Regions from separate parts of the Sus scrofa genome. Here region 1 is linked to region 2. Evidence: chromatin contacts called from public HiChIP or PLAC-seq data. All regions are on one chromosome and are shown on one strand. The core of a region is the stretch at or near the end of the contact, and the rest is flanking DNA. Distances in the headings are between cores, read along the strand shown. Region 1 overlaps RIN2 (ras and Rab interactor 2). Region 2 has its middle 63 kb from the start of RIN2.

Region 1 (4,230 bases), core at 945-3,444, 180 kb before region 2:
GCAGTAAGGATGCCCAGGGAAGCAGGGCAGGGCTGGTGGTGGAGGTGCAGCCTCCTCTCACCTCTAGACTGTGAGGCTGAGATGCAGACCTGGGGAGAAAACCGTCGCCCTGAGCTGAGCTGGGTCTTGGCCGCCCCATCCTCGGGCTCTGAGCCCTCCCCCAGGCTGACAGGCAGAGTCCAGGACCATCTACAGCAGATCCACCTTGGGTCAAAGGAAATACCCTTATTAATTTATATGATGAGGTTCTAAGTGTCGTGCCGAGAACCTCAGATTCAAGCAAATTCCACTCTGGAACATCCGTTTATTAGAATCCTGGTGGTCTAGTGGTTAGAACTCAGCGCTTTCACCTCTGCAGCCCGGGTTCAATCCCTGGTCTGCAAAATTGAGATCCCACATCACACTGTGGCCAGAAAAAAAAAAAAAATTGGGACAAGAAGCTCCCTCCCCTCCCCCCCACTGCCTCACTTCAGTCAACGCTGCCCCCTCCCGGAGGAATTCCCACGGTGGCACAAGCAGATTAAGAGGCTGATGTTGTCTCTGTGGCAGCTCGGATTTGATCCCTGGCTCAGCACAGTGGGTTAAGAATCTGGCGTTGCTGCAGCTGCAGTGCAGATCGCAGCTGTGACTCAAACTCAGTCCCTGGCTTGGGAATTTCCATATGCCGCAACTGCCCCCAAAAAAAGGAAAGAGAAAAGAAGAAAAAAGCTGCCCCTTGGAGACTCTTACTGGGCGGGGGTCTGAGGGCAGAACCTGGCTACTATTTTATTGAATAAAGACCTCTCTGAATAATTTTTTATAAACTTCCCAAGAATACCTTCCTGACAAAGTCATTGTTTACGTGGGAGAAGTTGGTGCCGACTGCCAACCATCCTTCAACGCTGGAGGGAAACGTGTTCTCGAAGAAAAACACCAGCTCTTCTTCCCTCAGGCTCTCCTGTTTTTCTTAGCATCTGTTTGGGATTCTGCGGTGTTACATGAATTTTCTCATACTTCCAACTTTGACCACAGTTGACTCAAGGACCAACAGCCCATTAGGGCTCAAATTCACCATCGTGAACATGGTCTGGAAAATGATGATTTGGGGGATTTCAAGATCAGATCCTAACGGGTGACTGAAACACCTGTGTCCCATGTACCTGGCCATTCCTCTCAGACTTTGGGGAGGAAGCAGGCAGACAGTGCTGTTAATACTCAGAGCTCTCTCTGGAGCTCCCTTGTGGCTCAGTGGGTTTAGGAGCTGGTGTTCCTGCTGTGGTATGGGTTTTGGCATGGGTGCAGCCAAAAAAATAATAATCAGAGCACTCTCTCATTTCAAATGTCTTAAAGATGGAGGTAAGAGCTGCTCAGAGGACGTGAAGCTGCATTTATGAATGAAAGCATTCGCGGCTGGGTTTCCTGCCTTCTGTTTCCTTACAGATCTCAAGTTGTAACTTCCACATGAGACCACGCTGCTGTAACAATTTCTATTTCTAGTCTGCATCCCGTCCCAGAGGAGAGGAGAGACGATTTGGCCGTGCATAGAACAGTCCAAAACAGAAAAAAGTCCTTTCCTCTGGCTGGCGTTCAACGTTTATATTTTTAGATTTGGAAATACATTTTCCTTTCCCTCCACCCGGCATGTATATTTGTACTCGCCTCTTATTCCTTCCAAAGGGCACCGCAATCTGTTTCCTGGCAATTTGAGAAGTGAGAAATGTCTGCGTGGGGGGAAAAAAGCAAAGACACATGTGATGCCATAATTTTAGCAAGGAAACATTGCCCAATGACAAAACCAGGGGCTGTCTTGTGATGGTGTCTTCTGCTCTCACCAGTGCCCTATTCTGGTCTCGCTGAAGGCGACTCGGGCTGTCGCCCAGATGTCGTGACCTGCTGTAATCGGCAGTACACATCTCCAAGGACAGGGAGGGCGTGCCGACCTTAACTTGGAAAGCGGGAGCACGATGATGGGGATTGAACCACCCCTCTGCATTCATTGCAAATATTAAAAACAGGCAGTCTGTCCAGCCGCAGTTCCGATCTTTAAGTGCCCATCCTACGAATGCGTTAAAAAGTTTGTTCAGGCAACAAGGACCTATCGAGCATTGCCATCTGCCAGGAGGGCTCTGAGCACCGGGAATAGGGCCACCTTTGCCCTGTTGATGTTGAAACAGCCCTGACCTCACAGTCAGGGCACTTGAGGTTGCATAAGACCAGGGCGGGGTGTCAACAGGGCCCTTCTGATTAACTGTGGTTTTCTCTGTGTCCAACTGAGCCAAGGTCTGTCCCAGGCAACACTGGAAAGCCTTTCAGGTTAGAACACGATTTCTCCTTCTGCTTCCTTGATGTCTGCCTCCTGTCAGAACACGAGCTGGCTGAAAAAATGTAAACTTTTCTGCTGCCTCTCTACGGGTTATCTAACCACCAACACTGGTGTGGCGTCCAGGTTTCCAGAACGCTCTGTGGTGCATGCTTACATTCTGCTTCCCAAAGGAAAAAAAGCAGCTTAAGACTATTTCAAGAAGTACTTCCACACGTGATCATCATTCAGTATTACAATGTATTATGTGCAAAATTCCACTTAAAAAATCATTTACAAAAGGAAGGACAACACAGTATGTGCTGAGGGGTCCAGATGTACAGCAAAAGCTTAAAAAAAGGTCTAAGGTACAAAGCCAACCAAATTAGATGACTATGCATCTTTACACAGTACGAGAACGTATTTTTGTAACTACCTGTGTTACACTGATATGAGACCCTTATCCCTTGTGAATCCCCAAACAGGTTTCATGAAACAGAAATTTAACCTCATCACACATTCTTACCACACAGAGATGGGCTTTTGGGGGAGCGTCTGCAAACTCCTTTCCAAATGGCATTTATTTCACTCAAAGTCACATCATACATTATGTGATTTCTGCCCCAAATAATTGGATGCTATTCATTTTGATTTCTGTAGAAAAGGATAAAAATGTTGTTCTTATTATTTTTTTTTCCCTCCTGGGGTTTTTGAAATGGATTCCAGAAGCAAATAACACGGGACTGACTTTGCAACTCTCACTGTGTATTTACAGTATTTTCAGCAGAGGTGGTTCCTTCTACCCCCTTTCTCCACTTCCTTCGAGGAGCCTGAACCAGCAGACTACCCTCCTTAATCCCCCGTTAGAGTCTGTATTTCTCTCTCGGCCTCTCTCTACATTCATTTCTCTCCTGATCCGCAGCATCGCTCGGTTCAAACACAAAACAGCGCAACATCACTGAGCAGGAACAAGGCAATAACAGTACATCAGATTTCCAAAGGCATTCTGTGGCCAGTGTCAGTAATACGTGGCTTTAAGAAACCCAGCCGTCTCTCCCCACAAAGTTGCCGCAACATCCAGTTACAGAAGAGAGACTTTTAAAATGCAATACTCTCAAATCCAGCAAGAGATTTTGTTTTGCATATTAAATGTTAAAAATCACATGCATAATTATAGAATATCTTAACGTTATAAAAATAGTTTAAAAACCCATCCTGACAGTTTACCTGCAACTGCTATAAAATTTTCTATGAAATATATAAAAACACAAAGGTTCTTTGTAAAAAAAAAAAGAAAGAAAGAAAGAAAGAAAGAAAGAAGGGAGGATGGACGGAGGCATCCACAGAACTGACAGGGTCTTTGACGCACTGCATCAGACAGTCTTGTCAAACGCCGGCCACTGAACTCAGGAGGAGGGCTTGTACCTTCAGTGTTCACTCAGCACACACACACACATACACTGGAGCCAACCTAGAACTTGGCCGGGGGTAGGTGGCCAACAATCTCAGGACCTTTGAACCATCAGATGCAAATCTCCATCTCAGACGGACGGATCCTACTGTTTCTGGAAGCTCAGCTACCTTGCGTGGGCAACACAGCTAAAGGTGCCCGTGGCCAGGTCGGCCTGTGGATGGCTCGGTCACTGACCCGAGGGGTCCCCAAGGAGGGGACTGCCTCTCCAGCACAGAGGCCGGGTCCCCAAGCCCCCTTTGGACGCACTGCTGGGAAGTCTTGCGTGTCCCCTAGGAGGCGGGGAGGTCTTCTTCCCCATTCTGGAAGATGACACCGTAAGGATCCTTCTTGATGCGCTTGTAGACGAAGTGGAAGATGTGGGGCTGTGGCCGGCTGTGCAGCTCGGCCTTGATCTTTTGAGGGTATGTGTCCTCTGCCAGCTGCTGCCACGTTTCGTCCACGAAGAGGAAGAGGCTGTATTCCGCGGGGTCGGCCACCT
Region 2 (4,392 bases), core at 1,578-4,077:
AAAGGGCTAGGGTTTGTGGCTGATTGTTTTATTATCGGGGGATTCCTCACATGACACAAGAGGTACTCCCCCAATTGCACAAGAATGACATGTGTGAGAGGGACCAAGAAAGGATTTCAGTGTTGTGCCACGGAAGTAAAAAATGATTGGAGGGAGTTCCTGTCATGGCTCAGCGGAAACGAATCCAACTAGCATCCATGAGGATGCAGGTTCAACCCCTGGCCTTGCTCAGTGGGTTAAGGATGTGGCGTTGCTGTAAGCTGTCATGTAGGTTGCAGACATGGCTCGGATCTGGAGTTGCTGTGGCTGTGGGGTAGGCCAGCATCTGCAGCTCTGATTCGACCCCTACTGGGAACCTCCATATGCTACAGGTGCAGCCCTAAAAAGACGATTGGAGACCTGAGATCAAAATTCATGAACCACTAACTTGGATTTAGAAAACTTGTTAAAATGAAATGTGAAGCTAGCTAAAGAAGCCAGCAGTCACAGACTTTATACACAATCGCCAGGACTGGCTTTGACTGGGAAAACAAATGGTCTCATCAAAGTGATATTTTAAAATGAAAAGTCCATCTCCAATATCTTTTTTTTTTTTTTTTTATGGCCACATCTGTGGTATATGGAAGTTCCCAGGCTAGGGACTGAATCCGAGCCACAGCTGGGACCTACACTGCAGCTGCAGCAATGCCAGATCCTTTAACCCACTGTGCTGGGCCAGGGATCAAACCCTCACCACTGCTACAGCAATCTGAGCCACTGCAGTCGGATTCTTAAGTTACTGCGCGATGGCAGGAACTCCCAAATGTCTGTGACCCCCAAAATTCATGCCGCAAACCTAATGCCAAGGTGGTGGAGCTAGAAGGTGGGGCCTTTTGGGAGTGATCAGGTCAGGAGAGCAGAGACCTCATGAATGGGATTTGTGCCCTTTTCAAAGAGGCCTCAGAGAGCTTCCCTACTCCCCCCACCACATAAGGACACAACAGAAATCTGCAACCAGGGAGACCCTCCCTGGACCATCCTGGAATTGGGCTCAGACTTCCGGCCCCCAGAACTGTGAGCGGTGGATTTCTGTTACTGCCAAGCCGTCCAGGCCCTGGTAGGTGGGTTCAGCAGCTTGAATGGATTAACATCACCCTCTACACCTGCCTTTAAAAAAGCGCCTTCCTGAAGCGGACACCTGTCATTTGTGTATGTCCCAAACCTCTGACTGTACTCTCCACACAGTTAACGTCTTATAGGATAATTTCCTTCTTTCCAACAGAGAATGAGCCAATGAAACCAAACCCTCCTGGTCTGGCCTCTGTGCTGCTGTGATGCAGTTGTGTGACTTAGGTTCTGCCAGGCAGAAGGGCTCCCTCGAGGCTTTGCTGGGAGCTAGTGGTGTGGCTCTGAGCAGCACCAGGGGAGGGGCCCCCAACTCACCAGCCTCCGGACCCTTGATTGGCTGACTCTGCTGTGTCGTTCTGGGAATCACCTGGGAAGCTCCACCCACTTCTTGATCCATCCCAGGATTCTGAGAACGCTTCGTCAAAATCCCTTCCTGCCTCACCAGCTAGCGGCCATTCGTATGCATCCCCCTGATCAGCACATCTCCTGTCACCCACAACAGGGGAAAGTGAAGGACAATCTCTCTTGTTCTCTCATGCCGCCTGTTGGACAGTCTTACTCAATTAACCCGCACTATAGGCCTTGCAGCTCTGGGTCTCGTAGCTGTTCGTCTCTCGTCCTTCATAGATTTGTGTGCCTGTGCCCTCCTCACAAACCTCTCTCCAGTGTTCCTTCTCATCCCGTGATGGGTCATTTTGACAGCGCTTGGCATTCCCGGCCCCACCATTTTCAGACGTAACCATTCTGCAGTGATCAGCCCAGGTGAGCTGCCACTGTGCAGAAGCACGGATCTGAATCACTAACACACCACGGCTGATGAGTTGCCTTGGTTTTTCTCTTCCTTCCACCCACAACACCCATCAGTGCTCACATGGGCCGAACCCAGCGGGGGCCAGATAGCAAAGGGGGCCGGAGGAAAAGTGGCTGGTGGGGCCAGTCCAGTTGCAGCACAGAGTCTGGAAAAAGCAAAACCAGACCTGGGTCTGTGGAGATGACAGCTGCACAGAAGCTCACAGGAGGCAGCAGGACAACCGGGAATGGGCTCAACTAGAACATGATGCAGGGAGGACGCCACGCCGTGTTCATAAGATACAGAGTTTGGTTGGTTTGGTTTGGAGTGTCAGTGAGCTGTCTCTCTAAGTCAGAAACCAATACATCTCTGCATCTACACATGAGTTTTCATGTTGGAAAATAATGGCAGAGTTCCCGTCGTGGCTTAGCAATTAACAAATCCCACTAGCATCCATGAGGACTCAGGTTCAATCCCTCACCTTGCTCAGTGGATTAAGGGTCTGGCGTTGCCTGGAGCTGCGATGTAGGTTGCAGACGCAGCTCGGATCTGGTGTTGCTGTGGCTGTGGCACAGGCTGGCGGCTACAGCTCTGATTGGACCCCTAGCCTGGGAACTTCCATATGCCTTGGGTGTGGCCCTAAAAAAGGCAAAAAAAAAGAGAAAAGAAAAGAATGGGGATGCATAGAGAAAAGTGCTCCTGTAATCCAGGACGCCATGGCCACTGCCAAACACAGGAAATGCATGATCATTCCTGGCACAGAAATCAGGAAGAAACATCAAAGACAAAACTGGCGGGGAGGGAGGTTTCAAATGTGCACACTCATCTCCTAGCATCATTGTGATAAAAATGGCCCATGACACACCCCTGACTGAACCTGCTGACAGATCCAGGTCTCGGAAGATTGAGAAAGCAGTGGGAGGGGCTGCTGTTCTCGACTGACTTCCAATTAAGAAGGAGGAAGCGATGGGAGAAGTGGAAGTGATAGACACAGTGAGAGAAGATGCGCACGTCATCCTTGTGTCCATGACGGCCAGGAGAAAGAAACCTAATCTGGTGAGAATCTCGTAGTTCAAAGCAGAGATTTCCAAGAATTGAAAGGTGAGCTGGAATCTAAAAAAACCATCCTCCTTCTCAATTCTTGAAAACGGGGTTCTGACCACACAGATGAGTAATTGATGAAGAGGTAAAAGAACCACAACAAGCTGATATGTCTGCACAGACAACGATGTAGTGAAGTCACAGCTAAAAAGGACCATGGTCCCAGGAAGGCTTCCAGAGACAGAGATGAATCCCAAACTGTGAGACAGAGCTAAATGCTCATGTCCACAAGCCTAACACCCAGGAAAGGGTGTCTTGCAAACAAAGCTAAAGAAAACCATAGAGGAACTTTTTTTTAAATTAATAATTTAATTAATTTATTTTGTCTTTTTGCCATTTCTTGGACCCCTCCCGCGGCATACAGAGATTCCCAGGCTAGGGGTCGAATCGGAGCTGTAGCCGCCAACCTATGCCAGAGCCACAGCAACTCGGGATCCGAGCCATGGTTGCGACCTACACCACAGCTCACAGCAACGCCGGATCCTTAACCCACTGAGCAAGGCTAGGGATCGAACCTGCAACCTCATGGTTCCTAGTTGGATTCGTTAACCTCTGCACCACGATGGGAACTACCAAGGAAGTTTTGAAATGTGTTTCTGGAACAAGATAAGGTTGACTGGCAGCAGAATAAAAGAAAAGCAAACCTACTCAACTCCTGTCCATTGGTATGTTTAACACCCCTGTCAGGAGCAAATAAAGAAAGAAGTAAGACTTTATAGCTGGGGAAGAGGAGGCCAGAATTAATAAACCGAACTGGATCCTCAAGTCCACAGCACAGTTGTAAGAGGGTACCTGGGTATTCCATGGGCATTTCCATTATCCAACCTGGAGGGGTCACATGCACTGTTGGTGGGAATGTATATTGGTACAACCGCTATGGAAAACAGCTTGGAGGTGCCTCAGAGAACTAAATATAGAACTGCCATATGATCCAGCAATCCCAATCCTGGGCCTATATCTGGACAGTAATTAAAAAGATGCACGCACCCCTTATGTTCATTGAAGCACTATTCACAATAGCTAAGACATGGAAGCAATTTGAATGTCCATCAACAGATCAATGGATTAAGAAGATGTGGTACATATACAAAATGGAATATGACTCAGCCATGAAAAAGAATGAAATAATGCCATTTGCAACAACACGGATGCAACTAGAGATTCTCATGCTAAGTGAAGTCAGTCAGAAAGAGAAAGACAAATACCAGAGGATTCCACTCGTATGTGGAATCTAAAATATGGCACAAATGATCCTATTTACGAAACAGAAACAGACTCAGAGACATGGAGAACAGACTTGTGGTTGCCAAGAGGAGGGCAGAGAGAGTGGGATGGACAGGGAGTTTGGGGTTGGTAGATGCAAACTATTACATTTAGAATGAATAAGCAATGAG

Evidence for each region. HiChIP or PLAC-seq counts read pairs in DNA pulled down with a chosen protein or histone mark.
Region 1: a contact with region 2 is called in an H3K27ac HiChIP or PLAC-seq map of alveolar macrophages. The contact joins two enhancer-like sites. A contact is called at or near these places in 4 of 47 Hi-C or Micro-C datasets (blood, fetal liver, fibroblasts and 1 more) and 1 of 2 datasets of contacts at active chromatin or transcription factors (alveolar macrophages).

The regions. Positions count from the first base shown.
Region 1 is chr17:28,056,440-28,060,669 of Sscrofa11.1, reverse strand. It overlaps RIN2 (ras and Rab interactor 2), which reads right to left. Exons shown (of 13, transcript XM_021077420.1): 13 at 2,520-4,230. The coding sequence ends at 4,022. Among named protein-coding and RNA genes, the nearest start is that of NAA20, 12 kb to the left of the region's middle. Within about 2 kb of position 2,194, at least 36 of the 83 cell types and tissues checked have an H3K27ac peak or open chromatin away from gene starts, as enhancers often do. A contact at or near this core is called in alveolar macrophages, where this site is marked.
Region 2 is chr17:27,876,161-27,880,552 of Sscrofa11.1, reverse strand. No RefSeq gene overlaps it. Among named protein-coding and RNA genes, the nearest start is that of RIN2, 63 kb to the left of the region's middle. Within about 2 kb of position 2,827, at least 7 of the 83 cell types and tissues checked have an H3K27ac peak or open chromatin away from gene starts, as enhancers often do. A contact at or near this core is called in alveolar macrophages, where this site is marked.